Linked DNA regions of Mus musculus: region 2 is linked to region 1. The links are chromatin contacts, called in public Hi-C maps. All regions are on one chromosome and are shown on one strand. The core of a region is the stretch at or near the end of the contact, and the rest is flanking DNA. Distances in the headings are between cores, read along the strand shown.

Region 1 (4,198 bases), core at 890-3,389:
GCAGATGAGTTGTCCTGGGAGAAGGGCTTTTGTGGGCCAATTAACTCTCTCCCACTGAGCCCTAGCCCACGGAGTCCAGTCTGACCTATACCTCTAGCCCTAGGAGCTTCCTGCCTGAGGTCCTCTCACAAATTACCACCAAAGGCATTGGCAGCCGGCCTTCCAGATGGGCCCCAGTGACAACCCCTCAATGTCGGTGCCCATGGTGTCACGGTCCTGCCTTGTGAGGTCCACAGCAGTGGTCCTGGAACGTGTGACTCTCTCCTTGTTTTGCGTCCATTCTGACCCTGTGGTGAGAGGGCCATGTGGAAAAAGCAGACCTGTCCTGCCACTAGCCTGGCAGGCAGGCCACTGGGAAACAGACTCTGTGACCCCCGTCATGGGCCACTGGGAAGCAGACTCTGTGACCCCATCAGGTATAGGTGTTGCAGCCCAGTCTTTATGCTGAGAACCACTGAACGGCACATCCCAGTCACGTGGACCCTGGACTTCCTACTCTCTGAGACAATGAGGGTTTCTTGCCATTTGGTTTTGTTTGGGTGTTTTGCTATGGTTTGTTTTCGGTGATAATGGGATTCAATCTTGGACCACAACTAGCTAGAGAAAAAGATTATGACTTGCGGAGGCCACAGGTTCTGGTTGCCACAAGACCTTACATGGCTGCTGCGTACTTGTCATTCCAAAACCTGGCCTGACTTCTCCCCTCTATCTCCCTGGGTCTGCTCTAACTCCTCCTGGGACCCAGAAGTCCCACCTTTTTCCTTTTGCCCAGCATTAGCTTCTGCCTTCTTTATTGACCAAATCAAGAACCAATTAGGGGAACAGCAGCTCCCCCTACATCAGCTCACTGCCCTCTACGCATACCTAGGTGACCACAGTTGTCCTTGTGCAGAGATAAGCAGTAAAACTGGAGAGATGGCTCACCAGTTAAGAGTACCGTCTGCTCTTCCTGAGGTCCTGAGTTCAATTCCCAGCAACTACATGGTGGCTCACAACCATCTGTAATGGGATCTGATGCCCTCTTCTGGTGTGTCTAAATACAGCTACAGTGTATTCATATGTGTAAAATAAATAAATAAATCTAAGAAAACCCAAAAACCAAAAAACATATGCCGGTTTTCTCTGGAGATTAGACTATTCACTGCTTTTCCCACTAGTCTTTTTTTCTAGTGTATGTTTGGGTTATTTATTTTAATGTTTTACTACATTTATTAACCAATTTGTGGGTTCAGGGAAGGGATTTGGGGAGAATAGAAGTCACAGCACATGCTTGGAGGTCAGAAGACAATTTGGAGACTCAATTATCTCCTTCTACCATGTGCGTCTCAGGAATCAAACTCAAGTCCCCAGACTTGGCAGCAAGTACCTTTACCCAGTGAGTTGTCCCTCTAGCCTGGTTGTTATTTGTTTATTGTTGGGGGGGGCGGGGTTGAGACAGGGTCTCACTATATAGTCCTGAATGCCCCCAAACTAACTATGTAGCATCTGGAACTCATAGAGATCTGCCTGCTTCTAACTTGAGTGGTTTTGGCAGGGTGGACAGGTTTTTATTCTGCAGCCACAGCTGGCCTCAAACTCACTGTGAGTCCAGGCTAGCCCCCAACTCAAAGCAATGCTGTCAATTCATCTTCCCCAGTGCCAAGGATACAGGTGTGAGCCATCAGGCCTGGAAACTTGTTCTTCTTCATATACAACCTTGCATGTCAGATCCCTGTCTCTCTGTGCTCTCTCTGTGTGTCTCTCTCTCTGTCTCTCTGTCTCTGTCTCTCTCTGTCTCTCTCTCTCTCTCTCTCTCACACACACACACATCTGTATTTTACTTCTCTTAACAATTATTACTAAATTAGTATTCTGGCCTGAGCCAGTTAATAAACATTTGTTTCCAATCTCTGCAATTACAGTAAATATTCTCGTGCATATATATTTGCATTAGTGCATTTTAAATGTTGTTTATTTCTTCCCTGCTTACTACTAAGGAGGATGGAAAATAGCTCGAGAGTATTTTGTAGTTGTGATTTGCAGATAATACAAGCAGGAGGCGGAAATGAAGCTGCCAGAACATTTACAAGAGAACTAAGCGCCAGTGCTGTTCAGAGAGGGCAAGACAGATGGGGCTTTGTTACACGTGATCCGAAGGCTTCTGCAGACGCCTCTGTGTGAATCCCAGGATTCACAGGAGCCTTCCTGGCAGCAGGAAGGGAAAGCAAAGCCGTAGTAAATCGACTTCTTTTCTAAACAGTCCCTCCCACTGAGTCATCCTTCATCTTTCTATTGTGAAACAAGAGTTCCAATGAATGCTGGTCCATGACACTTCCGCTTATGTTTTCTCTCCTCTTTTACTTTTTCCAATCTTCTCAATTTTTAAAAGGATTTTAAAAGTATACATGTGAGTGCCTGTATGGATGCATGTACGTACGTATTATGTATGTAGACCACATGAACACCTGGTGCACTCTAAGGCCAAAAAGGGTATCAAATCCTCTAAAACTGGAGTTACAGACAGTTGTGAGCTCCCATGTGAGTGCTGGAAAATAAATCCAGGTACTTTAAAAGAGCAGCCCATGCTCATAGCTGATGAGTCATCTCTCCTGACCCTCGGTTTTTTTGGTTGTTTTTTTTTTTTTCTTTCTTTTTTTTTTTTTTTCTGTTTATCTGGGTGGTAGTGGTGAATGCCTTTAATCCTAGCCCTTGGGAGGCTGAGGCAAGCAGATCTCTGAGTTCCTGCCAGCCTGTGCTACAGAGTGAGAAATCCAGTCTCGAATGACAAAAACAAAAACAATTTTTTCACTTATTTATTGTGGGTGGTATGGAGAAGAGGGTGTTTATGCTGTACAGCACACATATATAGAGGTCAAAGAACAACCCTGTGGAGTTAGCTCTCTTCTCCACCTTTCTGTGGGTTCTGGGACTGAACTCAGGTCAGCAGGCATACAGGGTAAGTGTCTTTACCTGTGGAGTCACCTCACTGGCCTCTGTCATGTCCACTTTGACTTTTGAAATCCTTTCTTCAGGATTGGAGAGGTGGCTCTGGAGTTAAGACCACTTCCTGCTCTTCCAGATGGCCTGAATTTCAGTCCCCAGCATTTATGTCAGACAATTCATCCAACATCCTCTTCTAGCCTCTAAACAACCACACAGACACATCATGCATACATACAGACACACATATACACCATACAAATATATATATTAGCATTATATGTTTTAAATTATATATTGTTTTCTTGCAGGACCAGGACAAAACCTACAACCTTGTGGGTGGCAAGCAAACACTCTACCACCGATGACCTCATGGCTGGATGTCCCCTGGCTCTGCAGCTTGCTAGGCGAGTAATCTACCAGATGGACACCAAGCTCTGGTCTTAAGTTTTAGTAGAATTTGGCTTGACCTGACCTCCACACTAGCCTATTGAGAAGCACGTCATCTATAGCTGCAGAGTTTTCCAGAGGTCACACTTGGGAAAAACTAAGTCATGGCCTAGAGAGAAGGCCAGGCACTTTCAGACTGGAGAGACTTGGAGAAACTTCTTGCATCTGAACTCCTCCCAAGACCTCTATGAGGCTGGCTTGCCTAAGCACTTGGAAGATGGAGGCTGGAACTCATGGTCATCCTAACACACACAAATCAAACTGTAAGGACAGTTAACAATGGCAGCGATGGAGAGGGGTGACCAGAAATTCCAAGAAGAATACAATTTGCGGCTCGATGGGATGAGCTTTTCTGCTGTTTGTTTTATTTCTGTTCCTTGAGACAGGGACTTGCCATGTAGTTAGTCCTCACTAGCCTACCACTTGCTTTGTAGGCTGGCCTTGGATTAAACGTGTGTGTGTGTGTGTGTGTGTGTGTGTGTGTCTGTCTGTCTGTCTGTCTGTCTGTCTGTCTGTCTCGCTGGGTGATGGTGGTCAGAGGCAGGGGCGACCAGCAGCGCAGGCAGCAAAGGTGCATGCCTTTAGTCCCAGCACCTGGGATGCAGAAGCAGGCAGCTTTCTGTGAGCTCAAGGCAAGCCTGCTCTACAGAGGGAGTTCCAGGGCAGCCAGGGCTACACAACAAAAACCTGTCTCAAAAACAAAAACAAACAAACAAAAATATGTGTGTGTGCAGCCCAACTCCACAAAATAGTATTTCAGTGCCCAGGAGGGTCGGTAGATTCCTCAGTTTGTGCTGACCCTTATACTAATTAAGCCCATTAAGTCAGA
Region 2 (4,198 bases), core at 1,080-3,579, 96 kb before region 1:
ATTAAATGATTAGCATTAGTATTAAATGATTCCAAATTAATTTACTCAAGTTCATCAGAGCTGATGCAGAGATCATAGAGGGGTGCTGCTTACCAGCTTGTTCCACATAGCTTGCTTAGCCTGTTTTCTTATAGAACTCAAAACCACTAACCTAAGGATGGCCTCACCTACGATGGGCTGAGCCCCCCTCCATCAATCACTAATTAAGAAATTCCCTAGCTGCTGGTGGTAGTGGTGGTACACACCTTTAATCACAGCAGTTGGGAGGTAGAGACAGGCAAATCTATGAGTTTGAGGTCAGCCTGGTCTACATGAGTTTCAGGACAGCAGGCCTACACAGAGAAACCCTGTCTTTAGAAAAAAAAAAACAACAGGATGAGAGAGAGAGAGAGAGAGAGAGAGAGAGAGAGAGAGAGAGAAAACAGTCAAATCTTATGGAGGCACCAACTTTCAAAACATTCTAGTTATGGCAAGATGACATAAACTAGCCACCACAGATAATTCTTCAAGAATATGACAAGAGACAGAGAAATGACACAGAGCCAACCTCACACCTTTTCATAAGAAAACAACCTACAAATCTGTTGGAAAGGGAATTTTCAGGAAAGTTCCAGCAACTGACCTAGTAAGTTGTAAACTCCATTCAGGCATGTCTACTGTGACACGCTCCTAGAAAAGTTCAAATCTGATGCGTGGTAGTATGTCTTGTACAGACATTCATGTGTACTGTACACATAAGATTTGTACTCAGAGATGTACAGAGTATAAATATTCTATCTATCTAATCAGTGGGCGTTTGACAGGCAACAGTTAAGAAAACTATTCTCCTCTCCACTCCTTCCTCCACCCAAGATCTTAACACAATGGGCCAGGGAATATAATTCATCTGCAAGAGTGCTTAACTAGCATGCACTAAAGTGCCAATGCCTAGAATCTCATAGGAGTGCTGCTGGCCTGTATTTCTAGAACTTGAGAAAAACAAACAAAAGAAAATAACTATCTCTTGTGAGGCTATGCCAGTGTCCGGCAAATACAGAAGTGGATGCTCACAGTCATCTATCAGATGGAACACAGGGCCCCTAATGAAGGAGCTAGAGGAAGTACCCAAGGAGCTAAAGGGGTCTGCAACCCTATAGGAGGAACAACAATATGAACTAACCAGTACCCCTCCCCCAGAGCTGTGTCTCTAGCTGCATATGTAGCAGAGGATGGCCTAGTCGGCCATCAATGGAAGGAGAGACCCTGGTCTTGCAAAGATCATATGCCCCAGTACAGGGGAATGCCAGGGCCAGACAATGGGAGTGGGTGAGTTGGGAAGCAGGGCGAGGGGAGGGTATAGGGGACTTTGGGGATAGCATTTGAAATGTAAATAAAGAAAATATCTAAGAAAGAATGAAAGAAAGAAAGAAAGAAAGAAAGAAAAGAGAGAAAAGAGAGAAAAGAAAGGAGGAAAGAAAGAGAGAGAGAGAGAAAGAAAGAAAACAAACAAAAGGCAAACAACAAACCTAACCAAACCAAGAGCTTGAAAACTTCACAGGCTCAGTGTATTTCCACAGTTCTTTTCAATTCAATATACATTTTTCTCTTCCCACCCCAGTTATCTATAAATACCACAGCCAGTCATAGGCTTTTGCCTCAAGAAAGGACAAGAAGAGCGAGCTTGCTCAGTAACGGTGTTACTTCTCCTGTTAATCTGGTTATGCTGTTCTGCCCAGAGTAGTCTCCTGGGCTCGAACTATTATCTGGCTTCAGCCTCAGGAGTTGTTGGGACCACTGACACACCAAAAGCCCAAATCAGTAAACTTTTGTCCTAGTACCTTTGAGACACAATCTCATACTACAGCCCAAACTATAGCCTGATCCGACTCTTGGTGATTCTCTGCCTCAGCCTCCCGAGTGCTAGGATCACAGGCATACACAACCGTGGCAGGAAGATGTACTTTAAGTTTCTTTAGAACAAGTAAGCACGGGCAGTGGTGGTGATCGCCTTTAATCCCAGCACTCAGGAGGTAGAGGCAGGCAGACTTCTGTGAGTTCGAGGCCAGCCTGGTCTACATAGTGAATTCCAGGACAGCCACGACTACATAGGAAGTTCGTCTCTAAAAAACAAAAACAAAAAACTAAATAAGATTTAGAAATCACGTACATGTTAATTTTGCCTGATAAAGACCCGTCGAGATGAGTAACTGAAGATAACATAAGGACCATAAGGACTAAAGGAAACGCAGGAGACTGGCGTCACCAAGAGGGCGCCGCAGCTTTACTGCGCATGCCCTCGGCTTCTCTGGCTCCGAGCCCGCACAGTGCGCACGCGCACACAGGGTCATTGCTTTGACTGGCTGCGTCTTTCGCGCTTTTGCTAAATGGCGTTGCTGGCGGGTAGGTTGAACCCGCGGAGCTGGCCGGGCGATGTGTAGCGACTTTCGCAGAGCGGAATCCGGGACAGAGGTGAGAGCCGCGGGGCGACGGGAGGGCCGCGCACTACAGGGGGAGGTCGCCGAGCGGCGCCCAGGGCCACCGTGGGGCGGCGCGACAGCCGCCAGTGAACCGGTCAGGGATGGCGAGCCGTGCAGCAGGAGCTGGGGAAGGGAGGACCACCAGTTGAGGCATCAGTAGACGTTTTCTAAATTTAGGTAGCTTGCTTCACCTCTAACTAACCTGTTTGTGGCATCCGGCCTTCTGTATCCCAGAATACCCCTGTCGTCTATCTCTCCAGAGCCACGCAAGCCATTTCACTCAGGAACCGTTAAACGTTAACGTGTGTTACTTGTTCGAGTACTGTCAGCCAAGAGTTGGGAATAAGAAGCAACAACAACAAAATTAATCAACAGGCATGGTGGTACACGCCTTTAATCCTAGCACTAAAGAGGCGGAGGCAGGCAGATCTCTATGAGTTTGAAGTTAGCCTTTATATAGGTAGGTCCAGGCCAGTCAGGGCTCTATAGTGAGACCCTCTCTCACAAAACAAAATGTAATAATCGAAGCTTCTGTAAAATATACAGCATATGGTAAAAGCATGCCTCTCCAAAAGAGGGTAAGACAAATTGTAGGAGGAGCTAACTTAAATGTATTCAGAGGGGATCCAGGTAGCTCACGCTGGCCTTGAGCTTGCCGTGCAGCTGAGTATAACCTTGTCCTAGTTATTTATTTGTAGAAATTATGTAAATGAATGTGTGTCTGTGGGTTGGTATGTACCCATGTGTGTAGATGAATTTGGAGGCCAGAGGAAAAGGTGTCAGATGATCAGGAGCCGGGGTTATTAGCAATTGAGTTATCTGAGCCAAACTCATGTTCTCTGTAAGAGCAAAACCCATTCTTAACTGAAATCCATCTCTCTGGCCCCTAACCTTCGACTTCTGACCGTCCTGCCTCCGGAATGCTAGGATTACAAGTGTGTGCTACAGTGCCCTGTTATCCACTGCCAAGGATGGAATCCAGGCTTTCATGATTCCTAGGCATGGGATCTGCCACCAGAGCTACCGTTCCCAGCCCCTGAACTGGCACTGTAAGGACTGTTCAGTGGTTTGCTGCTGAGGAGGGAGCAGCTCAGGTATGGTCTGAACTTAGCAAGGGCAGCAGTTCCAACCTGTGGGTCACTGCCCCTTTCGCAGTCCTCTATCTCAAAAAATATTTACATTACAATTCATAACAGTAATAAAATGACAGTTAGGAAGTAGCTTCAAAAATAATTGTATGGTTGGGAGTCATTGCAGCAGGAGGAACTGTGCTACGGGGTTGAAGCGTTAAGAAGGTTGCTTTAGGGGAACAGCCAGTGGTTCTGTAGAGTCGGAACAAAGACAATGTTGGGAAGCGAGCTTTAAGAAATAGGTGGAGTACGCATCTCCCTGTGTAAACCCAGCCTGACGGACACACACGCACACACACACACACACACACACACACACATGCACACACACCACACACACACACACACACCACACACCACACACACACCACACACACTCACCACACACACACACACACACACACACATACACCACACACACACACCACACACACTCACCACACACACACACACACACATACACCACACACATACACACACCACACACACTCACCACACACGCACACATACACCATACACACACACACACCACACACACACACACTCACCACACACGCACACATACACCATACACACACACACACACACACACATACACTCACCACACGCACA

What was found. Hi-C and Micro-C count contacts between places; a contact is called where the count stands out from the background.
Region 2: a Hi-C map of neural progenitor cells shows a contact between it and region 1, with 1.8 times the contacts expected there. The contact joins the promoter of Xrcc2 here to the enhancer-like site in region 1. A contact is called at or near these places in 2 of 39 promoter capture datasets (the 3T3-L1 cell line and hippocampal neurons), 7 of 484 Hi-C or Micro-C datasets (adipose-derived mesenchymal stem cells, cortical neurons, embryonic fibroblasts and 4 more), 4 of 115 datasets of contacts at active chromatin or transcription factors (astrocytes, embryonic stem cells, extraembryonic endoderm stem cells and 1 more) and 1 of 9 other capture datasets (adipose tissue).

What each region holds. Positions count from the first base shown.
Region 1 is chr5:25,608,077-25,612,274 of GRCm38.p6, reverse strand. It overlaps Gm46903 (a long non-coding RNA gene), which reads left to right. Exons shown (of 2, transcript XR_001784824.2): 2 at 3,231-4,198. Among named protein-coding and RNA genes, the nearest start is that of Gm42235, 4.3 kb to the left of the region's middle. Within about 2 kb of position 2,139, at least 54 of the 459 cell types and tissues checked have an H3K27ac peak or open chromatin away from gene starts, as enhancers often do. A contact at or near this core is called in adipose-derived mesenchymal stem cells, cortical neurons and neural progenitor cells, where this site is marked.
Region 2 is chr5:25,703,928-25,708,125 of GRCm38.p6, reverse strand. It overlaps Xrcc2 (X-ray repair complementing defective repair in Chinese hamster cells 2), which reads left to right and starts at 2,329. Exons shown (of 3, transcript NM_020570.2): 1 at 2,329-2,448. The coding sequence starts at 2,410.